2 separate regions of the Gossypium arboreum genome follow, and region 1 is linked to region 2. Evidence: chromatin contacts called from public Hi-C data. All regions are on one chromosome and are shown on one strand. The core of a region is the stretch at or near the end of the contact, and the rest is flanking DNA. Distances in the headings are between cores, read along the strand shown. Region 1 has its middle 23 kb from the start of LOC108472222. Region 2 holds the start of LOC108473537 (protein CHROMATIN REMODELING 20).

Region 1 (3,459 bases), core at 163-2,662, 60 kb before region 2:
GATCAAATTTGTTCTTTAAGTTTGAGTCTCAACAATGTTTGAAATGAATTCAATCATCTAAGATCAAATCTTGAAGACCCTTGAATCAAAAATCTTTTCAATTTTATTTCTACATCACAAAAGAGATCGAACTCATTCTTCAATATCAATTTTGGAAACCCTTAAAAGTAAATCTCATCGATCCAACACTTGTTTTGAAAAGTTAAATATCAAATATAATTACTCTTGATAAGATTTGTAACTTTCAAATTAGATTATAAAATTTTTTATCTCCCATTTTAGAGGTGCCATATTTTAAACGGAAATGTTGTACATGCATGGAGTCCCCAGAGTAGGTGAATATGCAAAGAAGTAGGTAGGTGATAAGGTTGTTTGGATTTACTTCCTTCATTAACCACTACTTTCACTTCTTGTAACATGTAAAATTAAAATATTATTATAATATAATTAATTTTATATTAGAGTAAATAAATTTGAAATCATAAATATTTGAAAATTTTTCAAAGCAAAATAAGAAAAAAAAAAGATACTTTAATATGATAAACTTGACTCGTTAATTAATTTATTTAAGTCTCCAAATTTATTATTTTATAACATTTTGAAAATTGTAACTTTCTTTATATATTCTTTAGATTTAAAAAAAATTATCATTTTTAAAAATATATAAATTGTAGATTTTAATAAATATTTTGATTTTTTATAAAATTTTTGTTGAGAGAAAGGTTAATTTGTTTTATTTTCAAAATTGACAGGGACCAAAGAAGTATTTACACTAATTTATTATTCGAATGGTAAATTTTAACTTCACTCGGACTCGAAATCTAAACTTGAATTACTTATTTGATTCTATTAACTCGAGTCTTGCTCACTCCTAATTACCTGATACATTGCATATGCATATTATTCTGTAAAAAGAGGTGAATAAAGCCTGTTCTAAGCCCCCAATATACTTGGGCCTTGCAAGGCCTAATAATATGTGATCCATGCCTATGCCTTTTTTTGAAAAAGAGGCCATGCTTTTGGTTATAGAGCATAATGATCCCAAAACCTTTAGGAAATTCAACAATTACTTGGAATACAGATCCGCTCAGTAGTTTTTATGGAACCTAATTCGTTAGGGCTAATCTTCTCTATAATTTATTTTTTAATTTATATAGTTTTTTTTTGTGTTTATTTAAATATAGAATTCTAAATAATTTTATAATAACTATAGGTTAATGGGTACGTCAGTTTTATTCAATTATATCCCGACCATTCCTTGATTAGGAACAGATGTTCCATTTCAAATACCACTAAAACTTTAGCAATTAGGAACGTATGTTCCACGGTATCAAAATTTCCATTAATTTCAAAATAGATAAAAATGGTAATTTATAAAGGAGGAAATAATAAATTGCCCATGAAGTATCATGGGATTATCTAGTTCATCAAAGTCTTCAATCACAAATTCATAAAGTCTAAATTAAAAGAAATCCAAAAAAGAAAAAGAAGAAGAAGAGGGACTTGAATGCAAAATTTTGCAAGAGAGTGTGTCGGAGCTTGACTTGCTGATGCAACACGTCTCACGTTGTCTTCATCTCTTCTTCCCTCCTCAATCTATATTTCTTCTCATCTTGCTAGATATGGGCTTTATCCATAGTTTACCTTACAGGTGAGTAAAATTCAATTCGATTCGAAAAAAATTTTAAAAAATTTAAATTTTAAATTAATCGAATTGAGTTATTCAATTTATTCGAATTATTCGAGTCAACTCGAATAAGAAATTTCGAATTTCAAGTTTGAGTCGAGTTGAATTTTTACAATTTGAATAACTCGAATAATTCGAATAACAGATTAGTATAAATATTGTTTTGGTCCCTGTCAATTTTGAAAACAAGTAAATTGGTCTCTCTCTTAACAAAAATTACAAAAAAATCAAAATAATTTTCAAAATTTGAAAATAAGTTTTAAAATTCAAAATATTTATAGAAATTCTAATATTTATATATTTTTAAAAATTATAAATTTAAAAAAACTAAAAATATATAAAATAATTAATAAAATAATTAATTTTGGAATCTAAATAAGTGATTAATGATTCAAGTTTATCATACTAAAATATCTTATTTTTTATTATTTTGCTTAAAAAGTTTTCAAATATATATTGTTTCTAGGGGTGAGCAAAACTCGATTCGACTCGAAAAATTCGAAAAAAATTCGAATTTTGAGTTAAACCGAATCGAGTTATTCGAGTTAATTAAGTTATTCGAGTCAACTCGAATTTTTTTTCAAATTTCGAGTTCGAATAGAGTTGAGTTTTCGAATTCGAATAACTCGAATAATTCGAATATCAAACTATAATATTTTATATTTTTACCCCAAATTTCCAAACATTTTTACTTTTCCTTCAAAACTTTTACTTCTTCCCACTTTCCCCCCAAAACTTTTACTCCCCTTCCATTCCAACCCCCAATCTATCCAAAATCCATTTCCCACAAAAATTTTACTCTCCCATTTACTTTTTCTCAAAATTTTACTCCAAAAAACCCTCAAAACTTTTTATTTTCCCCCAAAAATTTTACTCCCTCCCACTTTCCCCCTAAAATATTTACTTCCTTCCCATCCCACCTCTCATCTACCCCAAACTCATCCCCCTCCCCCCAATTTTTTTTTAATATTTTCCCTCCAAAATTTTACTTCCCCCTATTTATTTTCCCTTAAACTTTTATTCCCCAAAACTTTTTATTTTTCCCATAAACTTTTACTTCTCACCATTTACTCTCAAATAAAAAATCAAAATTATCCAAAAATCACTAAACATAAATAGTAATAATTTTATTTATATCTACTATTTATATTATTAAATTAAATTTCACATTTTATGTTATTTATATTATTGAATTGTTTAGTCATATTGAATATTTATATTAAAATTGAATTATTAATTATGCCATTAAATATTCATGTTAAAATTTTATATTGGTATCTATTTCACATTTTATCTTTAAAATAATTTTATTAAAAATCATATTTTTACATTTAATATATTTTCTAATTCCAAAATACATAGTAACAAGAATCAAGATAATTGAAACATCTAAGTAAGCAAAGAAGCTAACCTATATATAAAAGATTAATAAATAAATTATAAGGTGATGAAACTTAATAAAAATTTTGATTAAGGTGGACAAATTTTATTACGACGAGTGACAATGGTTATAAGGACTCAAATTTTTTTTAAATTTAACTCGAACAAATATATTCGATTTGATTCGATTCGAATTACATCTCACTCGACTCGATTCGAGAAAATTTCAAATCAAATTAGGATGATAAAATATGATTCGTGAACTCGATTAACTCGAAATTTTTTCATTCAATTCGATTCGATCGAACGCTCACCCCTAATTGTTTCAAATTTTTGTGTTCTAACATGGAAATAGTTATATTGTACAAGATTTTAATTTAACATTATTATTT
Region 2 (3,478 bases), core at 261-2,760:
AACATAATAAAGAAAAATAAAGCATCAAAGTGGTCTGAATAAACATGGTACCTTGCTCTCAACTTCCAAAAACTCAGATACCAGCTCTTCTATTTCCTTCTCAGTCAATGGCTCCTGCAAATTTCATGTAAAAAAGTGTGTCTAAGTACAAATAATTCAAGCATTAGAAACACAGAAGAATATAAGTAGCAACAGATATTATGAAGGTGAAGTTCTTAAAATCCATCAAAAAGATGAGTATTATAATGATAAGAAACATCAGCATTCACTTACCTCAAAATGCAACCCATCATCTTGTCCAGATGTTGATGGTTCATCATCATCATCTGAATCAACAATAAAAGAACCACTAGAGGCTCTGTCAACATCTTCAACTTCATCATGTTTTTCCTCCATCTTTATTCAAGTTGCATCAAGAAAGAGAATAACCCTCCAAAGCAGCAGCAGCAGCTAAAAGGATGGCAACTAAACATATCAGAAAACTAAGAAACGCACCGATCAATCAACCAAGAGAATCACATAGTCTTGGCATACAACAAAAAGGAAACAGAGATGGCAAGCATTCATGATTACTTGAAACAGGTTTCCTTAATTTTCTCACACTACCCTCAAAATTACTTGCAAGCGGCTTCCACCAATGGTGTCTCTGTATTGTTACATTACACATTAAAAAACACCAACTTTTGTTAGAACAAAAGGATGACTCAGGAAAACGGAACTAAAACTTCTACATTTATGTTAGGATTTTTGGAATCAAATCCTAATATTTTTCCAACTACAAATTTGCTTCATACTAAGAGAGTTAAGCAATAAAAAATCCCTAACTAAAAGAAAAGCACAGAAAACAAATCAACAACAAAAAGCTAATGACAACATAAACACAAAACAGGTGGCCGCAACTAACTAATACCAGGTTATCAATTTGAACAAAGCAATTCCTTGATAAAAAGAAGTAATAAAACATCAAAATTAGAACACAATATCAACTTCTAGGAACAGTAAAAAAAAAAACCCTCCTAAAAACCTCACATTTGCAAAATTTCTCATTTTTATATAAAAACTCTCTTGAACTCCTATAACAACAACGCCATTAACATAATGCTAAATCACTTGAAAACCCTAAAATAATAAAATTTATAGAAACAGAAGAAATAAGACTAGAAATAATAAAAAAACGAACACGCGATTCCAAGTTCAAGCTCTATTCAACTTCGACCACGAGCTACTCTGCTAAGCCACTGCCTAAAAGATTAGTGAATTGGGAATCGGGGATCAAAGAGAACGAGTTGACTCACCAGAAGGAAAGAAGATTCGCGATTGAAGCGGAAATCCAACTCAGATTTCTTAGAGGAGGGAAACGTTTAATATACTTCGTTTTTTAGGACACGGAAAAAATTGAAAAATTAGAACCAAAGAACTAAAAATTTCGGCTTTTAAAACAATTATTATTATTTTTTGAATGCTTAAACCATTTTCTTTTTATTTTCTTAAAACAAATTTTAGGGTGCTTCTAATGGGGGGATTTTGGTGATTGTGTCATTTTGGAAGGGCATTTTGAAAATATTAAATTAATATTTTAATCTTTTATTATAATTAAATTTAAAATTTAATCTTTATATTTTAATTTGATATCATTTTTCATTTATTTTTATACTATTATTAATTGATTTAAATGATGTAGACTGTTAATTAATTATTAAAGTAGTAAAAATTATTTTAAAAGAAAAAAGCACACTAATTAAAATTATTAATTTAAACTATATTTTAAAAATTCCACGTGAACATAATAATTTAAGCTACCTAATAAAATTATAAAGTAGAAGATTAAACTTATTTTAGAAAAAGAAGACTAAACTTTATCAAATTAAAACGAAGGGGTCAAAATATAAATTTGAACATAGTAGAGGAATAAAAATAAGAATTTGACCTCTTTTGTAAACTTAAGAAACAAAACTGATCATTGTGAACCCGGTTCAATCCCAATCAAACAATTTTAGAAAACAACATCGGTTTTTGGTATCTCTCCCACTTCTAAAGTCTAATCCCCACATTAACCTCTCCGTCTCTGAAACCTTTCTTCTTCTCCTTCATTGTTGCAGCCTTCCAACTTTTCTATTTCCGAAACTAACCTCGAACGTTTTCCCACATTCCAAAATGACCACCAAATTTCTACCATCTTATCAATTAATACACTCTCCATAGCTTCGCCAATATTCATCTCTTTCAATGGACTCCATCTTCACTTCACCATGCCTCTCTCAACTCTCCCCTCCCAATTTCAGAACAAGGCATCTTATCAGAACCCATAGGTATATCAAGAAACCCACCAGAACCCTCTCCATTAAGCTCAACTTCAAAGCTTTTGCATTCCTAGGAAATCCCAAAGGTTCCAAACCTGTGAAACATCAAAATTTGGTGCTATCCAGAAAGGAAAATTGTGAAAAGGAAGTCAAAGTCTCGTGTGGGTATTCTTCATTTCAATGTTTGGTTAAGAGTTTTGCTTTTACTTTGCTTTGTTTTGCAATTGGGTTATCGAATTTCGGTCCAAATGGGGAGTTTAAATGTGTGGCAATGGCTGCAGTAGTGGAAAAACTGAGTGTGAGGGGAAAAGAAGACGAAGAAAAGGAAGGGGCTTTGAGGAAAAATGAGCACGAGTTTTCGGATTATACAAGGAGGTTGTTAGAGGTGGTTTCGGAGTTGTTGAGCAGGGTAGAGGAGGTTAGGAATGGAAATGGTGATGTTAAGGAAGTTGGGAAAGTGTTAAAAGCTGTGAAAGTGAAGAAAGAGGAGTTGCAAGGGGAGATAATGAAAGGGTTGTATAGGGAAATTAGGGAGTTGAAGAGGGAGAAAGAGGAGTTAGAGAAAAAAGCTGAGGAGATTGTGGATAAGGCAGTGAAAGTGGGGAGTGAGAAGGAGAAGGTGATGAGTGGGAGAGGGGGGAAGGGTAAGGGGAAGGGGAAAGGACAAGGACAAGGCCGGAATACTGTGGAGAAGTTGGAAGAGGGGATAGAGAGAATGGAGGAGGAGTATAGTAGGATATGGGAGAGAATTGGGGAGATTGAGGATGAGATACTGAGGAGAGAGACCACAGCACTGAGTATTGGTGTGAGGGAGCTTTGTTTTATTGAGAGGGAGTGTGAGGAGTTGGTGCAAAGGTTTAATAACCAAATGAGGAGGAAGGAGCTTTTCCAGAGGTAAACCTTTTCTACCGATTATTATATATTGGTATATGTTGTTTCTCATCTATAGGATTTCAATCAGAATTAGTTTGCTCGAGTAAAATTATAGAATATTTGGTGTATCCTATAATGCATATTTATCTGCTCACATGGTTTATCACTTTATCTTGTTTCTCTTATTCTGCCCTTCTTCATTCTTTATTTTGTGGTATAGACTTCGCAGTCTTAAAGTTATCTCATTACCTAATCTAATGCAATTATTTGGTTACCTAAATGTTTATTTTCTACCTCTTACAAAA

Evidence for each region. A called contact is a pair of places that touch in the nucleus more often than the background predicts.
Region 1: a contact with region 2 is called in a Hi-C map of leaf, with 2.8 times the contacts expected there. The contact joins the enhancer-like site here to the promoter of LOC108473537 in region 2. A contact is called at or near these places in 2 of 5 Hi-C or Micro-C datasets (both in leaf).

What each region holds. Positions count from the first base shown.
Region 1 is chr11:115,054,569-115,058,027 of ASM2569848v2, reverse strand. No RefSeq gene overlaps it. Among protein-coding and RNA genes, the nearest start is that of LOC108472222, 23 kb to the left of the region's middle. Within about 2 kb of position 1,412, at least 2 of the 2 cell types and tissues checked have an H3K27ac peak or open chromatin away from gene starts, as enhancers often do. A contact at or near this core is called in leaf, where this site is marked.
Region 2 is chr11:114,994,494-114,997,971 of ASM2569848v2, reverse strand. It overlaps LOC108473537 (protein CHROMATIN REMODELING 20), which reads right to left and starts at 1,510. Exons shown (of 27, transcript XM_017775165.2): 1 at 1,296-1,510; 2 at 574-646; 3 at 274-450; 4 at 52-114. The coding sequence starts at 396. LOC108473394 (probable inactive ATP-dependent zinc metalloprotease FTSHI 5, chloroplastic) reads left to right here and starts at 1,975. Exons shown (of 19, transcript XM_017774922.2): 1 at 1,975-3,194. The coding sequence starts at 2,227.